Linked DNA regions of Dromaius novaehollandiae: region 1 is linked to region 2. The links are chromatin contacts, called in public Hi-C maps. All regions are on one chromosome and are shown on one strand. The core of a region is the stretch at or near the end of the contact, and the rest is flanking DNA. Distances in the headings are between cores, read along the strand shown.

The links. A called contact is a pair of places that touch in the nucleus more often than the background predicts.
Region 1: a Hi-C map of ovary shows a contact between it and region 2, with 4 times the contacts expected there. The contact joins the enhancer-like site here to the promoter of ARMC9 in region 2. A contact is called at or near these places in 3 of 4 Hi-C or Micro-C datasets (brain, liver and ovary).

The regions. Positions count from the first base shown.
Region 1 is chr9:12,988,318-12,995,450 of bDroNov1.hap1, reverse strand. It overlaps PSMD1 (proteasome 26S subunit, non-ATPase 1), which reads left to right. Exons shown (of 25, transcript XM_064516751.1): 13 at 1-40; 14 at 676-872; 15 at 1,477-1,572; 16 at 2,120-2,184. Among named protein-coding and RNA genes, the nearest start is that of PSMD1, 19 kb to the left of the region's middle. Within about 2 kb of position 4,235, at least 1 of the 2 cell types and tissues checked has open chromatin away from gene starts, as enhancers often do.
Region 2 is chr9:12,912,673-12,920,008 of bDroNov1.hap1, reverse strand. ARMC9 (armadillo repeat containing 9) reads left to right here and starts at 1,432. Exons shown (of 25, transcript XM_064516750.1): 1 at 1,432-1,535; 2 at 1,782-1,869; 3 at 3,554-3,679; 4 at 4,262-4,432; 5 at 6,063-6,218. The coding sequence starts at 1,819.

The sequences.
Region 1 (7,133 bases), core at 2,986-5,485, 73 kb before region 2:
TTGCTGAAAACAAATCTCTACCAGGATGATGCAGTGACAGGTAAATGTTCTGTTTTTAAAGTAAATAACCATCTGAGACCTTATCGGTCAGCTGATTTTTTTTTTCCAGGTTGTCTATTAGCAGCATAGATCACTTCTAGGTTGCCTTGGATGCATTTTGTCAATTGACCTTTTTCTGACCTGCAATGTTTCTTTAGTTATGTTGCAGTAATGGTCAGAGGTCCTGTCAGGATTGGGTTCTGGCACTGTGCCAACCTCTGTTAAGACGTGATAGGTCTTTAAGCAATTTTTTATGTTGCTCTGTTATTTTCTTTGTCACATACTTTTTATTTAGCCTGGCTGATTTCTCCTCTAGAGTCACGTGCCCTTTCTGGCTGAGAGAGGCAGGCTTGGAGACACTTGTGGGGATTCCTGCTGCATTGGCTGGGGTTCACAGAAAAATGATCTAAGCAGCTGTTGGGCCAAGAAAGAGAAATTTGAACTTGGTAGGGAAGAATATCAAGTTGTGGCTGGTGGTTTGGCTTTCTAAGCACGCTTGCCCATGAATAATGGGCACACTGCTGGGCATGGCAGTGTCCAGAAGTGATCTGTTAACCTGTGTTTTATGTGATTCTCTGGATATAATTGCTGCTTCTTGGAGTTGAATGTTTGATTTTTCCTTTCTGTGCTATACAGGTGAGGCAGCTGGTCTGGCACTGGGATTGGTTATGCTGGGATCTAAAAATGCTCAGGCTATTGAGGACATGGTTGGCTACGCACAGGAAACCCAGCATGAAAAGATTTTGCGGGGCCTTGCTGTTGGAATTGCTCTGGTGATGTATGGGAGGATGGAGGAGGCCGATGCTCTCATAGAGAGTCTCTGCAGAGATAAGGTGAGTTTGACTGTGTCTTAATGCTGGGCCCACTTGTTACAGAGGTATCCTACCTGTCCTTTTCTGAAATCTCTGGCTAAGGCGGGTTGGCTGTTTTCACCAGGGAAGTTCTTATGTGGATCTGAAGTGGGGCCATTTCAAGGATTATTTCACCCTGACAAGGACACAAGAACAACAACGTTGACTCTTGTATTAGCTCGGCCTGATATTCAGTCTCCATAACCCCGTGAGCAGCAACAAGAAGCAGAACAGGGTGTAGTGGTTAAAAACAGATGAAGCTCACTTTAGCTGGATCATTCTCAAGGATCTAATGGCAGTCAATAGAAGACACTGATCAAGAAACACTGAGTGGCATTTCTGCCTGATAATCTTGTCGGCAGCCTAGGGCATAGCGACTTCCTGTCCACCTGAAATTACCAGATAACATCCCTGCTTTGGTGATTGTCCTGTTACTTGTCCCTAAGAATCACGAGGAAACAACAGAGCATTGAGACTGCCTAATCGCAGCTTCCAAGCTCAAAAGCGAAACAGATTCGAAGTTGGAATTACTGAATCATGTTGTGGATAAAGATTAAATATTGGTGCTTGATGCTTTCTCTTCCAGGATCCAATTCTCCGTCGTTCAGGCATGTACACTGTTGCTATGGCATACTGTGGCTCAGGGAACAACAAGGCTATCAGACGTCTGCTACATGTGGCTGTAAGTACTGTGGGCTTCAGGAGCATGTAGCAAGAAGTTTGTGGTGAGAGAGAGTCAGCACATCACTTTGACGGGCTTTGTGTGTTCACTGTTAGTGTTCTGGTCCAAAGCAGAGGTTGTAAAGAGATGAGAGCTTTCCTTAAAACTATGAGTAGAAATAACAGGCTCTGCTGACATTAAGATAAATAGACTTTCAGCAAGAGAATGTTTACCCTGGTATCACGAAGAAGAAAATTGTTAAAAATTGGTACTAGTAAATCAATAAAATTAATAATGGGTTTGCAATGTATAACCTGCATAATAACAGGCTGGAAGGAAATCAACATAAGCTGTAAAAGATGGCATTTTTCTGCTCTTTGGTAGGCTTGCAGTCACAGTATTTGAATGCGAGTTGGTCTGTTTCAGCTAAGGTTGAACATGACCTTTAGTTTCCTTTCTCCATAATCTTGTCTTCCTGATTAATTTGTGTTCCTGGACACCTTGCTGAAAATGTTGCAGAGTCAGGTGTTTCAGCTGTACTCTGAATGTCCCACTTTCTCCTTTGTAGGTGAGTGATGTGAATGATGACGTGAGGCGGGCAGCTGTTGAGTCACTTGGTTTCATTCTGTTCAGGTACAGTATCTTCCTCTGTCACTTTTACAGCCTTCAGTTTGATGTCTCTCATATTTCTAGGAAATGTGCATGCTATTGCTGTCGTTACCTGACTTGATTGCTAACTAAATGGAGGTTGAAAAGTCAAAAACCAGAGAGACTAAAACATGGTTCAGAATTAGAAGCTTTGGGCTTGGTTTCGCTGGTAAGCCCTACTTGTGCGACTATGGAGCAGATGGGGCATTGGTTTGTTGCTGGGATAAGCACAGAGAAAGAGATTCTGTTTCAAAAACAATGCATGTAGGCTTGTACCATGAGTAGTAGAAATGCAACCTTCCAGCATAAAAATAGTGACAGAATAAAATTTCACATGAAAAGGAAAAAAAAAAAACCTCACAGATCTCTTGGATGTACATCATGCAGTAATGTAACTTTTTTGTATAGTTTCTTTAGTTTCTTTAATAGCTTTAACTTTACTTTTTGAAGTGTGTGAACTGAACAAATGGTTCCAAAACTGGGGAATGCTCTGCTGAGCGGTCTGTGGGAGAGCATGGAAAGTGCTATGGGATAGAGTGGTAGAGAAATGACTGCTGCCAGACAAAGCTGTAGAAAGCAGGAGCTAGAAGAGTCTGTTGCTGCCAGGAGTCATATTGCTGTCTCATCTCATTATGGTGTTGCTTTTTTAAAGTCTCACTGCTGCTTTCCCTTGCCACCTCCTCCCAGCAGCTACCCCAGCAACTCGCACTTTACTTACTTGTTCAGTGTATTCCTTGGAAACTCACTTAAATGCTTTTTAACCGTTGATATTTCATAGGGAAGAAGGGATATCTTAGAGCTGCCAGACTGGGTGTTACTTGAACTTCATAGTATCCTTATGCATGTGAGAGAGAAGTCCCCTTAACTCTAAGAAACAGCACATCAGGGAAAACTAAATTTCTCTAGACCTGTTAACTGCTTCTGGGTGTTTTTGCGGAAACAGCGTATGCACCATTCATAGCCTGAAGGGAGTTGGATGCCTTATCACAGGAGAGTGATTCTTTTGTTGTTCAGTGCCATTTTGTTTATTACGTGTTTATTAAGATACTGGGGTTTTTTTGTTTTGTTTTTAAGTCAGTTGTGACTTCTTAAGTGTTCAGCATGCTTAATGAGCCTTTCTGTAGGTTTCCAGACGTATGGTTTAATTGTCTGAATAGACTTAGATAAACTTTACAAATAGAATGAAAAATTGATATTTGAAGGATCGAGGGTTAATTAAAAATTAAATATGCAATGCTTGTGCCAGGCCTCCTAAAGGCAGCACTACTTAGACAAATATGTCTGCCTACTTGCTCTCTAAAATGTACCTGCAGGCTGTGACTTCTCTAAGACTAACTCGAAGGAAGATGTTGAAATAATCTTTACTTTTTAGTTCATTTTTTTAAGTATCCATTGTTAAGCCCTGAGAGGTTACTGAGCTTGCGTGTGTTCTACAGCTAGTGGTGCTGTTTTTCCTGCTTCTGTTAAGTGAATGCCATTCTCTATCTGTCAATGGTATTTTGAAGGTATGTTCTGCAGTTCCCTGGGTAAGAGTGTGGATTTTTTGTTGTTTTGTTGGGGTTTTTTTTGCTTTTTTTTGTATGACTGGGGAGTTAGAAGGCTCACCAAGGTCTAATCCTTGCCTTCCTCTGTTAATATAGGAATCCGTGTGTGTAGTCTGAGCACTGAGCCAAGCAGCAGCCTTTGAGTGTGTCTGAGAGGAGGCAGTGCATACTTGGTCCAAAGTCCAGGACTGTAATTTTAAATGGATAGTCTTTAAGATCTTTGTTTGCATCTTCTTTGAGTTGGTGGCAGTCTTTTAATGATTCATCCTGAAAAGCAGGCCAGTAAAAGGTGCTTCAAACTGCTAATCCAAAAACTGGGTTACTGACACTTCCAGTCAAGTTATCATTAACCAAGTTGCTTCTTGTTTGGAAATTACTCTGCTCCATTCTGTTTTATCTGAAGCATATTTTGACTGCAATTTAACATGGTTTACAAATGAAACACGTTCCCTCTGTGGGCAGCAGGCGTCTCCCAAGAGCTTCTGCTCCGTTGCTTTCAGGAGCACAGATCGTTCCTTGCTACACAGCGATCTGTCCCTCTCCTGAAAGCAGAGAGTCTGTTTAACTGGCTTCTGTGTCTGTGTACAGAAGGAAAATTCCACACAGGCCGTCCATAGTTTCAGGGATCTTTTTTCCAAACAGGTTGCGACAAAGCACTTTTGATCTCCAATTTCAATGTCATTTTTCTTCTCAAGAAATGTGAAGCATAATTGGACATTGATAACTTCCTACCAAAATGAGAAGCTTTCAGAGCTCTGTGCTAGACCAGTTACTGTGTGCTGGTATCTCTCTGGAGTACTAAATACTGATCATCATCTTCAGGTTCTCTCTCTTGCTCACTTTTTTTTTTTTGTATCTTCCGTTGCAGGTTTCTGCTTTGCATTTTGATTGCTAAGCTTTTTCACTTGGTAGTTTTTTATAAAGTATGTTATCAGCTATTTTGCTTTAGGACGTAGCTTTTGGAGGGAACCTTCAGTTTGTCTCGTCCAGGCCCCAGCAATCACATGCAATGATGGAAGAGATTTTCTGCCTAGAGATACCCACCTCTACTGCCTGCATTCTTCTCTCTGGTTATAAACCAAAAGGGTTCTTTCAGTGCCTGGAAAGAAACTTTGTTTTTCGCTGTAGGGATCTAAAGGGTGGTTTCACATTACCTTTTCCCTTTGCTGGAACCTGCTACTTAGCGTTAATTGTGTGCTGGGGCCCATTTCAACATTGCAGGCTGGCAGAAGCATAAAGAGCAGGGGGCATCATTTAAGTTTGTGAGAGTCAATGAGTGAAATAACATCTGTTTCTTAGGAGTGTCATTTGCTGAAGGCTAATTGGATTTATTAGCTCTAAAAATCATAAATAGACTATCAGATACTGGCAAGAGTCAGGTGCTGGGTATATAGTGCTCTTGAATGGAGTATTTTGCAATGGGAGGTGAGTAGATCTGTAACACAGTGGGCTAAGCCCTATACTGGATAAAATACAGCTCATCTTAGGTGCAAAAACATGATTGAAGCTTCCGTAAGAAGAGGTCAAATTGAATTCTTCGTATTTGGTTCCAGAAAGGGAACTGTGAAGTTGGGATTAAAATAGGAGAATAAATTCATTTAATGTAATCTGTGTTTTTCCTAGAGGATTCGTGCCGTTACTGGAGGACCGAATGTACTGGGGGTGCAAGTTCCTCTGCTGAGCTGCGCACTACAGCAGCAGGGGCATGCACAGGCATTGGCTTCTGCCTGTTCCTCCTGTAGGAATAGTAAAATCCAGATATGGGTGGAGCTGACCCAGTCTGAGAGTGGTAATTCCCTTAAACCACCACTGGTGAATGTGGCAGAGCTGGAGCCCACAAATTTACTTTGTCTCCTAAATCCCTAGCTTGTTTTCTGTTTGTTGCAGCTCTTTGTGAATAAACATTCTTCCTCTTGGATTTCAACTAAAAGTGTCTTGAGCTTCTCACAGCCTGCTTTTTTTAGGTAATTCAGTGTCTGCCTAACAGACCATTTTGTAAGGCTGTACTGTCCCTGTTTACCTAGTGAATGTACCTTGCCAGCACAGGCATGAAGCCCTGTATCCATTCCAGAGCACAGCTTGGCCCTTATGGCAAGAGTTAATGGAAGCAGCACAATATCAGAATAAAACATGATAGAACGTAATGTAATGAAAGCTGACATATGAGATTTAAAGAGCCAACTTTAAGACTGTAACTTGGAGATTGACCTTTTTTTTTAAGCACAGACCATGTTTTAGAATTTTTTGCACTTACTATTTATTGAAGAAGTCTGTGAAAGAATGTGTATGGCTGCTGCATTGTTGAAAACTTGTGAATGAAGGTTTGGATGCCTTTTTAGAAGGGACATTCTAGTGTAGGTTATTAAGTTTTGCCTGAGAATTGCAAGATTAAATTTTCTAGTGTGTTATGAAAGGTGTCAAGCTATTCATTGCAACATTCTCTGCTGTCCTTAACATACATCTATCTGCATGTATCTGTTTTCTTTTATCTGCAAAGTGGTTAAAAAAAAAACAACCCCCAAAAACATAGAATGTGAAAGCAATCTGTAGTTATGGTTCTCTTTAAATTAGTAGCAGCATGTTTCTTTTCTCTTTTTTCTTTTTCTTTTTTTTTTTTTTTTGTTCTGTGCAATGCCTTCTATCTTCTTCTCAGATCACTTTAAAAATGTTAAATTGCTCTTTCAGCAGTGTTCAGGAGTTTCCTTCCTGCGTTCCTTTCCAAAGCTGTTCTTTGTTGCGTGGAGCAAAGGTGAAAAGTCAGTGAAATTCTCACTTCTGCAGCAGGATCGCTTGCTGTGTTTGCTCAGTGAATCCCATGCTGCTTTGGGGGTAAGCCATGCAAGGAACACCACTAGATCCTGTGTTTGCTTTGCTCAAAACATCATCGAGGGTGCAAGAGTTGTGCAGGGATTAGGGAAGCTGGGGCTAATGCTGCTGCAGCAGTTCCTCGCCTTGCTGCCGGATGCCCACTTGTGTGAACGTCTGCAGGCAGGTTGGGCTAGGGGCAAAGCAGCAGCCACCACGCTGCTCGGGCTGCAGAGTAAGCAGTTAGCACAAAGGTAACTTGGAGATTTCAACCTTTTTCAATTTGTGAGCTCCATAAAGAGCTGTCTGGTGGGACATGTACCAATTGACCTTTACTGACAGCAGTGCTACTGTTCTGAATTCTGTTTTTGCTGCCTGTTTAGAAGTAGTCCACCCAGTCTGCAGACTGGGATCAAAACCAGAGCTATTGGCTACAGGACTTAGCATGGCTTTTTACCCCCTTCAGCTTACTATCCTACAAAAATTAGGCATTAGTTATGTATTTTTTGACTCAACAGTTTCATGCCATGGTATTAAATTGTCAGAAAATGCTGTGGTGCAAGAGAATTGTTTCGAAACTGCCTC
Region 2 (7,336 bases), core at 183-2,682:
CCCTTCCCACCACCTTTGCACCAGGAGGTCCAAGCCCAGGACACAATGTCAGTCAGGTTTGGCTGCTCAGAGGAGAAAGCCAGCTGGATGTATGTCATCTTGAAGATGCAGAAAGAAAGTCAGCAGATAAAATCTTTTTCACCATTGATAGTGCCCGATTGTCACCAAAATTAAACAGGAGAGAGGAAGCACAGAGGATATTGTAGCTGTTATTGCAAATACCATCAACTTCATTTGGCTGGAGCAAGGAGGAGCCCAGATGACTACAAATCCAGCAGTGGTGAGCTATTTCTATAAACGGCCAAGGCCCCTGGGCAGTGCTTTCCTTCTGGCTGGGACGGTGGCTGTGCTCTTCACCTGCAGGGTGCCTGCGTGGGCATCTGCACCCGCGGGCGGCAGGGTGACACCTGTCAGCACAGCCCATGCTGCAGCCAGGAGTGAATCCCAGCCTGAGGGGAGCTGGTTGGGTCCCCGTCACTTGGAATGGACTAAATAATGGATTAAATCTAATATGGTAAAACTCAAATATATAAAGTTTTACATTGTGAACTCTCTACAGAAGTATGTGTAACAGAAGAAACCTTCTGCTGTATAGCTAGTGGTATATCTACACTTTGTATTCTAAATGTAGAAGTTTTGTGTATATAAGCATAAACATAGCTTTTACAAACATAAAGGCCTATATTTTGTATACAAATCATCAAAACAAGACATTCCAGTTACCAGCTAGGTTGCCTACCTAATTAACCATTTAATAACGCTTACAGTAACTACAACACCAATGTGAATGCCGGTTGTCACAGTAATAGCTGTGACATACCACTTAATAACCAGAATATAAATTTTCCAGTACTTTTTAGGAATCCCTCAGTGCTTTCTAGGATTTTCTTGTGCTCCCCAGGAACTTCCTGGTGCTTTCCAGGCATTTTGACATGCTTTCTAGGCATTCAGACTACTCTAGGAATTACAGGATGCTTCCTAGGAATTTTTCTTTTTTAGGAATTGACTAGCATTTTCTACTGGTGCTTTCTAGGAATTTCAGTGTGCTTTTGAGGGAGAAGTAACTTTTATTGACAAGGAACTACATATGCGGTAGAGAAACCTTCTGGCTGCCGAAGTGTAGAGCCTTCCTCGAAGGCAGGGCATTGGGGCTTTGGAGCGAGCACAACGCTTGCATTCAGGCCAGAAGCCGTCGCCACTCCGGCTGCTAGAGACCAGCATGCGAGGGCCGGCCTTGCACGCGGTGTATATTTTGTTAGCAGTGCACGTGTGAAGTGCAGCTAAGTAAAACAGCCCCCCGCGGCCATGTTGGAGCCGGGGCCCTCACGGCCCCCCCCACCCCGCAGCTGCAGCCCCGCCCGCCGGGGCCTAGGGCGCGCTGGCCGCCGGGGCTCGTCGTGTGAGGCCCCATTCCCTGCCTGCGATTGGCTGGGAGGAATCACGTGCGGCGGGAGGGGGCGCGGCCTGGGGAGGAGCAGGGAGCGAAGCTGCGGTTACCAAGGCGACGGGAGGAGCCGGCGGGGGCTGCGGGGCAGGTAGGCCGCGCCGCGCCGGGGCCGGAGCTGGGCGCGGAGGGGCCGCGCCGGGGGGCGGCCGGTGCCCAGGTAGGAGACGGCCGCGCCGGCGGGAGGCGCCGCGCTGCTTCGGAGCGGGCAGGCGGGAGGCGGCTTCCTCGCTTGCGGCGCTCGGAGGGGCGAGCGCTGCGGGGCCGGGCGCGGCGGGGCTGCGTGCGGCGCTGTGCGCGCTGCCGGCCGACGCGCCGCGCCTTTCTCGCTCTCTAGGTTTTTCAGTGATGAGGCTGAGCAGCGACTCCTAACCATGGGCGATGTCCTGGCTTACGAGGCTGAATTGCTTGGACTAGTGAGAGAGGTTGGTCTTCTTTCGTTCTTTTTTTCTTTTTTTTTTCATAGTGCTTGCATTGAGGAATGACGTGTTGTGACTGTGATCTAAATTCTCTAGTTACTTAACTGACAAAATATTTGCTTCTCCTTGACGTCATACTGACTTCTGTCACGCTCTGTGAATTCAAAGTGCTCCATGTCCATTGAAGGCCAACAGTCAGCCGCTGAATCAGACTAGGATTTTCTGTCGTTCCTTGTAAACGAGGCCTTTGTTAAAGGAACAGGTAACTTGATTGGATCCACGGAGAGCTGCAGGGCCCAGCTCTGACCTGTGATACCTGTGAGATCCTCTAGACATTACTAAGCTACATCATTCCACAGGTGTGTAAAATCAGAGGCTCTTAGAGCTTTTGCTAATAAAGCCCATACTGAAGTTGTGAGACCACTAACCTGCATGGTTTAACGCCTAAGCAGGATCATCCAACTGGGCACTCCTCTACCCGTACTGCCCATGAGAGGTAGGATCAGAAGTTACTTTAAAGTAGGAAATAATCCCATAAAAAAGACAGTGGGAGACAAACTTTTAAAGAGTGGATATCTCTCTAGTAGCCTGTTCTCCTGACTTCCAGATAAACTGGCTAAAATGGGAGATTTATTTACTCAGTATGATTTGGAGCAAGAACACGAGCTGTGAGCTGTCTGCTCTTTGTTGCTGCCTTGTTCCTTTGATCAGCACGGTGTTCATTGCCTGGTTTAGGGCCTTAGGTGAACAGCAAACCAACAACCTTCCCCCCCCCCCACCAAAATCATATGCTGTGGAGGGGAATCACTAATGCTAATTTACCATTAAACCATTATTGTACCTAGCTTTCCACATACTGTCTGTTGAAAGACTGGACAGCTACTCTCTGTCTAAAGAGTCCACTAAATGGCAAAACATTGCTAAACCTAAAACTTTTTGTGCGTCTAAGAAAACAAATCTAAAAAGAGTTCTAAGTACTTAATCATGGATATGTTAACAGTGAAGGATGGAAACAGTTCCTGTACAGGTTCTTTGTGGCTACATTGGTCGTACAGATCAAGTTTGCAAGACCAAATGTGATGTCTTGCCTCAGCAAGCAATAACTAAGACTTCTGAGATGGGGGAAAAGATCGCATGTAATACAGTAACTGTAAATGTTACAGAGAGAGAGGACTGTCTATCTCTTTTTTCAAAAGAACAATGCTTGATTTGCTAGTTGTTAATTTGGCTTGCTTGGACAGCTTCAGATATTATGAGTAATCTGACTTAGAGTTGAAACTGTCTGACTGTTTTAGAGATGATGTTTATGTGTTCCTTAAGAATTCTGCCTTCTGAGAACATTATTTACAAGGAATTCGTTTGCTTGTTTCTTCAACTGAGATGTTGCGTTAACAGATTCTAATTCTCTTTCTTCTTTGGTTGAGTGAAGTTATTGGATAAATCGGGACATCCTTCCTTCAGAGAGGGTGTGCTCTATTGTCAGTATTACTGTCTAGGATGTGGGAGGGAACTCAGTTGAGAGGCAAGATCTTCTTACTGTACGAGACACCAGTTCTTACTGTATTCCTGTGCAGTCTTTGGCATTTACAGACCATGCAACAAAGGAACTTTAAAGGACTCTGGTGATTCATGGGTCACTCTTTGAAGCATTATTAATCTATAAGATTATTGTCCTATGTTTTTCTTGTAGTATTTGGATTTTGCTGAATTTGAAGAAACAGTGAAGATATTTGTGAAGGAATGTAAGATAAAAGGGAAGCCACTACCTAAATCAGCAGGTGTTTCCCTGAGAGATTCAAAAGCTTTGACCATTCAGGTAATGCATCATTGGCACTTATTTTGGGTAACTAATACTCAAAACAGTTAAAGGCCACTAACCACCTTTTGTTTTATTACAGCAGTTGAGATTATCTTAAGTCTCTGAAATGATTCTTGATTATTTGGAGAAGGCTGCTAGCAGTCCTTCAGTGCAGGAACATTCACATTTGCTTTTATGCAGAACTCCACTCCTTTTGAACCTGAGGGAGTAGATTTGGTTCACACTATTTTAGGTTTTTAGCTTGCCATACTTTGAAAAGGCTGAATTTTTCAGACACTGTAGGCACTCTTTTTTCCTTATAGTATCATGGACCGCAAAACTCATTAGACATGCCTGAAAATTTAGGCTTTGCTTCTTGCATTGATGGCTTATTCAGGCTCTGAAAGAGGGTAAAAATAGGCAGAGAAAGAATATTTAGGTGGTCTTTGAATGGTAAGAGATTTTGGATAAAACTTTAATTGAAAGTCTTCAGATGGTACTTGAATTCTTCACTTACTAACCCACTGTTGGAAAATGTAGCTCTTCTGTGTTTGTTTTTTCACTGAATACTTTTTCACTGAATGCTTTTCCCTTCTGCAGAAAGATCTGCTTACGGCATTTCAAAATGGAGAGCAGAAAGTTTTCTTCCGACTTTGGAAGGAGCATATATCGTCTTCAGTTCGAGATAGTGAGCCGGTTGCTCAGAAGCTGGAGTTCTATCTTCACATACACTTTGCCACCTACCTCTTGAAACACTCTGTGGGAAAACCTGTAAGTTTATTTTATAGTTTGAACTTAAGATTGCTTTTGTTTATTTTACTTCATGTATTTGTCTTTGGCATGGATGAGGATGGGGTTCTTGGTAAGGATTCCCAGAATTCAGATCCAGTCTTTGGGCAGCGGTCTGCATTTTAGTTGAAAGCAGGCCCTTGTATTGTGAAGTACAGAGATGAAATTTGTAGGTGTCCTTATCTTGGACGTCCTGAAACAATTTCATTTGGAAAATATCGGCATGCTGATACTTTCACCTCTTTAATTGTATTCTGTAGGAAACTCTTAAAACACTTCTTTTGCTTTTAGTTTGGGCCAAAGCCATTTGTTGAGAGATAAACATTTGTGATAAAATGGGAAAGTTGAATCTTGACCAGCTCCCTGTACCATATTTGAAGGTATCATTCCTAATGGTCATAAAACAAAATCTCCGTTACATAGGGCTGGGATATCTTAGGTGATACATTTATGATGAAGAGACATTGAAGTAGCCTGGAGCTGCCAGATCTGCCAGGCTCCTGCTTTACTCCTGTCAGCTGCTTACAGAACTGCTTGGATGCCTTCAGCGTGTGTTTTCCAGCCTCTGACTAAGGTGCTTTTGGTCTGTTCTGTGTGCCAGCTCACCTGGAGTCCTGCTAAACTGGCACAGAGATGCTTGGGAGAGATCAGTGTTGAGCCAGGCAGGATCCAGCAGGGCTTGTGCTTGATATAAGGGGATTTACGGCAGGCTCCTCAAAGGCAATGCTGGACTCGAGCTATCACAGTACCAACCTGACTGTGTTCCCCCACAGTTCTGAGTGTTGTGCGTACATCTGACTGGGGTCTGAGTGGAGTAGGAGTATGTTTACCGGGGCTGCTGACTTGGATTGACACCATGTGAATGCATCATATAGCCTCCGCATCCAAACTCACTCAGCTTCTCTATATTAGTCCACAGACAGCAGAGAGTTGTCTGCAAGGGTTAGTAGTAATAAGATGAAAAATGTACCAGAAGGATTTTAGTACTAGGGTTTATCAGTGGCCTGTGTGAAAACAGCTTTTTGTAAAGCATATGACTTTAATAGTATCTCTTCTGGGTTTAGTACAAGCCTTACTGTGAAGCAGGTCTTGAAATGAAATGTTGTCCAAGAAAATAATACCCTCAGTCCAGCTTTTGATACTGCATATGGTTATTGATCCAGTGATTTCCCTCTCCTCCCCCGCCCCCCCCCCCCCAATGCTGTATGAGTGGATTGTACAGTTCTGCACTTTTCACTGGAATGAAGCATGTCTAAAGTCAAGTGGGTATTTCCTCTCTGCTTTGAGTGTGGAAATGACACTCTGCTTTAGCAATCTACCCTGAAGTGGGCAGGAATAATTTACACTCCGGAGCAATCACCCGTCTCTTCCTTTGCTGGACCTGGACAACAGAAACAACAGGCATTTCATTCTGAGTGGTGGAATCAGGATGTAATGCTTTGTAGTTGAATAGGTGTTGCTTCTTAGGTTGACTGCATTACTTAGATAACAATTATTCTTGGATTTCAGGCTTGAAATTGATGTTGGATTTAGGTCTCTACTTTAATTGGTCAGCCTTATTGTGCATTCAGAGTAGTTGTCTTCAAAATGAGTGTGTTGCTTTATCTCCCAGGACAAAGCTGAACTTGAGGAAAGGATTTGTCACTTTAAAACATACCTAGAAACAAAAGGAGCTGCACTTAGCCAGACAACAGAGTTTCTTCCCTTCTACGCTTTGCCTTTTGTTCCTAATCCCATGGTACATCCTTCATTTAAGGAACTTTTCCAGGTAAGTATGTATTTTGCAGAGGTGTTTTTGACTGATTTTTCTCATTGGGTGATAGATATTGCATTATGTTTAGTTTAGTAATGGCCTTTATTGTTTCTTTTAACAGAAACTGTACAATCATAAAACAATATATTTTCTATTGGGGAAGGGTTGTGAGAGTGCTATCAATAACAGAGTACTGGCTTAAATATATTTTATATTGGCTTGTGCTGTAGATGCTGTACTGTCTTTATGTTCATAGATAAGAATTGCTGCCTCTCCTTCCTTTCAACACAACCCTGAAATATACGTCCTTCTTGGAATCACTACACAGTAGTTTAAGTCCATTTACTTATATTTCTACTGCTTTAAGGTTATTGCCCAAGATATGCTGTTATGTGTTTATGTATCACTGATTTTAGAATATGATAATTAGGCATAAGAAACTGAAGCAGTTGCATTTCATGTGGAAGAGAGAAACTCAAATTTATAAATAATCCTGTACCCGAAAATGAGCATGTAACTGTTTCAGTTTAGATAACAAATTGGTGTTTTCTGCGTTCTCAGAGACTGAATGTGTGATTGTGGAGACAGTATCTGGAGCTGTGATTTGAAATTCCAAAGTATGAGTGGTGATTCTTGTGGGGAGGGTACTGCCACCATTCATCTTGCTGATAGCTTATTCCTGCAGTTTAAAACTGCACCTTAACTTCTTGGCCCTGCTGAAAACAGCTGTTTGTGCAGCTGCACTTGGATTGGATCGAGGAACTGATCTGCTTTACTGCATATGAAGGTGTGTGTACACAGCTTCCATGTACACACACACACACACACACACACAAATTTGTTTGTAAAGATATGTAAATATATATATATATAATATTTTGCAGGATTATATACTTAATATGCTTCACTGTCCTACCACATGAGTGTTGTCGTGGCTCATCCAAGCAGCTGTGGGCAGTCACTGTGGTGGGAGGGAGATCTCTTTAGCCTGCATTGCTGCCAAGTGCTTTTTGACATCAAATCAAAGCTTAAGTGATACTTACCCTAGGGTTGACTTTAGATGTACCAGCTGATGAGGAGCTCCAGTTAACACCAAAAAAGGCATATACTGCCATTTTCCTTTGGGACGAGTT